Linked DNA regions of Hordeum vulgare: region 2 is linked to region 1. The links are chromatin contacts, called in public Hi-C maps. All regions are on one chromosome and are shown on one strand. The core of a region is the stretch at or near the end of the contact, and the rest is flanking DNA. Distances in the headings are between cores, read along the strand shown.

Region 1 (3,003 bases), core at 118-2,617:
CCACAAGATCAGTTATCCTCCGGTCGACAACCCATGGCTTATTGATCTTATGCGAAGGTGCCTGGCCTGGGACCGAGACGAACGGTGGAGAATACCTCAGTTGCTGCAGCACCCATTTCTTGTCCCTCGGGTGCCACGGGATTTGCCTCCCATCAACCCTGATCCCGACCCATGCACCATGATGATGGAGCAGATCAGACCATACTGGGCCGACCCCGAGGTTGCTAGGCTTTTCTCCGAGATCCGGGACGTGATTGCAAAGCGCAAGGAGGATGAGACCAGTCAAAGCACCAAAATGTGACACAGCTCGACGGTATCTGGAGAGAGGCGTGGCAAGCATATTTAGCTCAGCGTGCGCCGTCTTACCGAGGCACTGCGGGTGCTGGACAAGATTTGCAGTTGACCATCGCCGATTTTATCGCTAATCGTGTTGTTACTGAAGGTCGGCCCTCGATCGATGGTCCCATGTATGCGCCGTCCTGAGGTCGTCGCTGGTCTATGTATGCCTCCCTCTTGGGCTTTATTTTGTTCGTCCCCAAAACGTTAGCCGGTAACCGGGGGATCTTCCGTGACACGAGGTCTTCCTTGGTAGACGAGGAACTAGGCAGGTGGTGCTTTAGTCTGTTTTTTGTGTGTTTGGTTCTTGTGAATTTAGGTGGCAGCGCCTGTTGTAATCTGTATATGTAAATAGCACCTGCGTGATGAGTTGGGGTAGCCTCCCTGGGGAGGAGGCATTCTTGGTGCCCGGGGGGTTAGGGAAGCTGATGCAGGCAATTCTTTTTCCTTTTTTCTTTTTCTTTTTGAGCATCACTGATGCAGGCAATTCCGTGGTTGTTGGACTGATTAATTGGTCTTAGAACTGAAGATATTTAGCTGTATGTTGTTGGGTGCAGGAAGCATCATCCTATAGCCGCATTTGATGATGATGATCCTTGGGCGTTCGCCCTTTGTGTTGAGCTGTGGTTCTCATCAAGCTAACCGCGGGAGTCGTCCCGCTGGTGCTCGTCGTGAGCACGCTTCTTTTCTTTGTGCTCCAATCTGGGTTGATTACATCATTCTTGTGTATGTATGTATGTATGTATGTATGTATGTATGTATAACAGCACGATTGAACTCGTCGCACGAGCCCACAGAACCTTATGGAGTGTGCAGGCACGGTTTTTTAGACGGCGCGAGCCCCATCTGGTGGAAAGTGTTGGTGCTTTCCCACTTTGCAGATGCAGATGCACGGCGCATGCATTACCTTCTGTACCAGTAGTAGTCCAAGGACACATGCTATCCATGCTCACCTACATACGTCGCCTATCATTGCGGTGACCAGCAAGCCCTGGCCCCTATATCTATCAATCACTGTCACGGCGGCAGAAGTCGCCACTAGCAGCGCTGCTCAGCTCCCCCTCTGGGTGAGTCCCTGTTCACCATCACTCGCCTGGTACTAGTACTAGTACCACACTAGCAGCGCGCAGAACAGATGGTGGTCACTGGTCAGAGAGCCGCGGGAGTCGAGACGAGTCGGCCACGCGTAGGCCGAGCCGGGGGGCCTGTTGCCCTGTTCCTCACGGTGCAGCGCCCCCGAGTGGTTCACCACAATAATACTAGAGATACAAAAACTTACGAAGGTTTACTTAACCTTCCAAACTAACTCTTCTCCTCCCTTGATTTTCAGTGAAAATGGAGTCCCTCATCACTCAATTACCAATCACAATCTTACACATCAGTTTGTACGTAAAATCTTTACGTAAGACTTTGTAGGTGTATATCACTCGGTCCACCACACGCAACCCACTGATCACCCCTGCGTCCGCTCTGGCCGTGCGCTGGCGCCCAAATGTGCACGTCACGCGCGCACCGCGGCACGGACCAGAGCTCATCATGTGCATGCACGCACGGCCCGGCCGCAGCGTACATACGCCAGTCACGTCGGCCCGCACGCGGTACAAATCAAGGGCAGCTAGTGGGCTGTGGTGGGTACCCTGCGTAGACATACGTACGCACGTGCTCGCTTCTTCTTCATCTTCAAAAAAAAAAAGAAAAAAAACGTACGCGCGCGCTCCGTCGGCCCGGCCAAGAGAAATACTACAGTACTAGCCCGGCCGTGCCCCTCTGACGGCGGCGCGCGGTGGCTGCGGCGCCAAGCATTGCCGTCCGTCGCGCGCCGGCTGCGACGCGGCACGGTGTCAGCGCGCGCGCTAGCCCACGGCCAGGCATGGCGGGCACCGCGCCGTGGCCTGGCCTCGCCTCGTGGGGCACCTACGCTACGCCCACTGTTCCCGTGTCAGCTCGGCCCGGCGCTTTATCCGAGGCATGCTTGCTGCTGCTGCGTGCCGCTGTGCGCGCAACAGGAGCTCCGGTTCGGTGGTCGCCGGAGCCGCGGCCGGCGCGTCAACCTTCACGTGCGCCCGCCATGATGGACGTCGTCCGGCGTACGCACTGCTGAGCAAGAGACATCATAATTGGTGCCACGGGAAGATGGGATCGTATTATGGAGTAGTACATATTTTACAACAAAGGTTGGATTTCATTCGTTTAAAAAATGAAGCATCAAAGGGATACAATACAAACACAACAAAAAGGAAAAGTGTATCCATAATCAACAAACTACAACCATGACCACGGTGTGAATTTAATTAACTTGGCCGTAAATCGTGGCACGTGGGCGAAGTCGCCATTGAGGGCCGTTCGATCAAGCATGGAGATTATCTTCCAGTCGCACAAGTGATGAGCAGATCTTGAAGTGGTTGACGAGAGAGCACGCGGCAGTTCCCCTATTGCAACCACCCTCAGATGGAGCGGCAGCAGTAGATCTGTCCGCTCACCGGTACTACTACTAGCCTACCACCCCCGCTGCCCCAGTCGTGGATCTCGCTGTCGAATCGCACAGTGCAAGTACCAAACCGGGGCCTATCCGTTCCATCCTATGCGTGCATGCAGGGAGAGAGAGCTGACAGGGTCACTGCACATTTTGATCGATCGCTGGTCGTCATCGGCCAATGCATGCGAGGC
Region 2 (2,891 bases), core at 116-2,615, 110 kb after region 1:
TTTTAAAGTGTAAATTCATTCATTAGTGAATTTTTTAAAAAAAACTTATATTAAAAAACGAAAGGTAGTGTCAGGGAACTGGGTATGCCCTAGGTACGGACAAGCGCAAAATAGGATTTGCCATATTTTTAAGGCCAACTGTAGACGCCCTGTGTTTTGGGTTTCAGGAACTAGCTTTTAAACCTGAGAGTAGGAGGAGTAATGACGAGATTGATTCTGCAGCGAAGTTTGTACTGTCTCTGTCCCGTGGCCGACATGTTTGGTTTGATCCACCACTACCAGACTAGTTTTCTGTACCTACAACTACAAATATTATGAATGAATAGTGTCAGCTGTTGCTGTTCCACCTCACAAAGATAAAGAAATATAAATGGACCAAAAAAGTAGACATGTCATAGACCCAATCCTTCTTGTTCTTGGGCACAAAAAATTAAACTCCTTTGTCAGCCAGCGACGGCCGGAAGCTGCAGCCTGCAGGCACAGGATCGAGCATCGACGACGAGCGCTGCATGCATGCATGCATGCGCGGCGCTCGAGGCGGCGACCGGGAATGACACAAAGGGGGCAAGCCAACTCCGAGAAGGCAGCCGGCGCCGCGCTCGCATTTGATGATGATCGTGCGTGTGTATGCGCCTGACGCGACATGCAATGCAATGCAATGCAAAGCGGCAGCAGAGATGTATGGGAACAGTTGCGCCGCGGCGTAGTATTTGCCGATGTGAAAGGGCATCCGTGGTTGCCTCGTCTGATCTCTCTGGTCTGATCTGAGCCGGCTCTGACGCTCTGAAGCCGTGGAGTAATGCAGCATCTTATCATATGCTAGATCGCTAGATCGACAGGCTGCAAACTTGTGCAGGTCGGTCTACCCCGGATGGAGTAAAGGAGGAGGCCTACCCCCTGCAAGGCTTCAACGCCGACGATCGCTGCCTTCGTTGGTTTCAGACGGCATATCTTGTAAGTACACACTGACGTTTTTCGGACACCAACAGAGGGAGTAGCATGCGCAGTCAAAATCACGGCAGCAGAATCAAGAAATGAATAGCGTTGTTCATCTGGTTCCGGTCGACGGTCATCAAAGCACATACCTCAACGGACCGAATGTGTTCAGGCCATTTTCGAAAGAGATTTGGAGGCTATCTGAAAATAGCAGCTGGGTTTGAGCTGAGCTGACCGGGCGGTCTAGCACGGCAGCAATGATGGCACCGGCCTCGAGCGCGCGTGTGCTAACGTGTTTGCATGATGCTTGATTAGAACACTTTGTTTCAGCTGATGATGCTTAATTAGACTGATGATACTAGTCGGAGTGCCATGAGCGCCCGTGTATAATCAGGTGCGCTGTTGCTCTAAAAATCTCGCATTCAGCTAGTCTATTCTAGCCCTCTTGGTAGATGCATAATGAGTGGCGCATGATCCACAGTTCACTGATCGGTTAGGTGCATAATTAACTTTAGCGGACGATAATGCATCACGGCCTCACAAGCGTTTGAAAGCAAGATATTTTTTCCAAAGCCTTTTATGGTGCAGTTTACTAGTCACATGGGTTAACCGGAATGTTTTCTCCCACCTGCTAGGTAATGGCTTGTTTTCTATTGGATTAAAGAAATGTATTTTGATATTTCCCTAACTACCAAAGTAATTAAGTAAATCATGTATACTTTCTGTTATCAAATTAATATATTTTGAACTGTGAACAGTAGGATAATTGCTCTACCGTATTTTCTGTTAGTAAGCCATAACAGTTACAATATATAAAAAAAAGTAGCAAAAAGGAGACTTGCTCACAACCAGTTCTTGGGATCATGGGATTTTTTTTGCGGGCGAAATAAAATTTTCATTACTCAAGGAGGCTTCTCAGCCTCGGTGAGGTTAACAACAAAGTCCATCCCGACCGCATGTACGGATCCCGGAATTCCCCGCACGTACGGATCATAGTGGGACCTAAAATTAGTGACTAATAGCTTAGAAAACTGGGCAGAATATGCCAAATCTGCGAGTTTTGATGAGTTACCCGTAACTGGATCCCGGGGTTCCACGAATGTCCGGATCGCACCAAGACCCAAAATCAGTAAGTAAGAGTAGAAAAAATTAGCTAGAATAGGCAAAATCTGCGAGTTTTGACGAGGTCCCCCTAATAAGACACACGGTGTTCCCCGGACGTCTAGACCACAACGGAACCAAAAATAAGTGAGTAATAGTATATAAAACTGGTCAGAATAGACCAAGTCTACGGGTTATGGCGAGGTCCCCGTAAGCAGACCCCGGTGTTTCCTGGACATTCGGGCCAGAGCGAGAACCAAAATCAGTGAGTAATGTATATAAAACAGGCCAGAATAGGCTAAATCTATGAGATTTCGCGAGGTCCCCGTAAGCGGACCCCAGAGTTCCCTGGATGTTGGGATCACAGCGGGACCCAAAAGCAGTGAGTAATAGTATAGAAAACTGGCTTGAATATGCCAAACCTACAAGTATTAACGAGTAACCTTGACCAGACCCTCGGGTTCCGCGAACGTTCGGATCGCAGTGAGACCAAAAATCAGTGAGTAATAACATATAGAACTTGCCAAAATAGGCCAAACTTGCGAGTTTTGACGAGTACCCATAACCGGGCCCTGGGGTTCCCCGAACGTTCAGATCGCGATGGGACCCGAAAGCTCTGAGTTTTGACGAGGTCTCCGTAATTAGTAATAATATAGAAAACTGGCCAAAACATGCCAAAGCTCTGAGTTTTGAAGAGGTCTCCGTAATCGGACCCCGACGTTCCCCGACGTTCAGGTCGAAGCGGGACCCAAAATTAGTGACTAGTAGTATAGAAAACTTGTCAAAATAGGCCAAGTTTGAGAGTTTTGAGGAGTTCCCTGTAACCGGACCCTTGGGTTCAACGGATGTCCGGA

The links. Hi-C and Micro-C count contacts between places; a contact is called where the count stands out from the background.
Region 2: a Hi-C map of leaf shows a contact between it and region 1, with 5 times the contacts expected there. The contact joins two enhancer-like sites. A contact is called at or near these places in 2 of 6 Hi-C or Micro-C datasets (both in leaf).

What each region holds. Positions count from the first base shown.
Region 1 is chr4H:14,172,199-14,175,201 of MorexV3_pseudomolecules_assembly, forward strand. LOC123447355 (serine/threonine-protein kinase MPS1) reads left to right here. Exons shown (of 5, transcript XM_045123953.1): 5 at 1-878. The coding sequence ends at 301. Among protein-coding and RNA genes, the nearest start is that of LOC123447355, 7.3 kb to the left of the region's middle. Within about 2 kb of position 1,368, at least 3 of the 3 cell types and tissues checked have open chromatin away from gene starts, as enhancers often do. A contact at or near this core is called in leaf, where this site is marked.
Region 2 is chr4H:14,284,231-14,287,121 of MorexV3_pseudomolecules_assembly, forward strand. No RefSeq gene overlaps it. Among protein-coding and RNA genes, the nearest start is that of LOC123447361, 23 kb to the left of the region's middle. Within about 2 kb of position 1,366, at least 1 of the 3 cell types and tissues checked has open chromatin away from gene starts, as enhancers often do. A contact at or near this core is called in leaf, where this site is marked.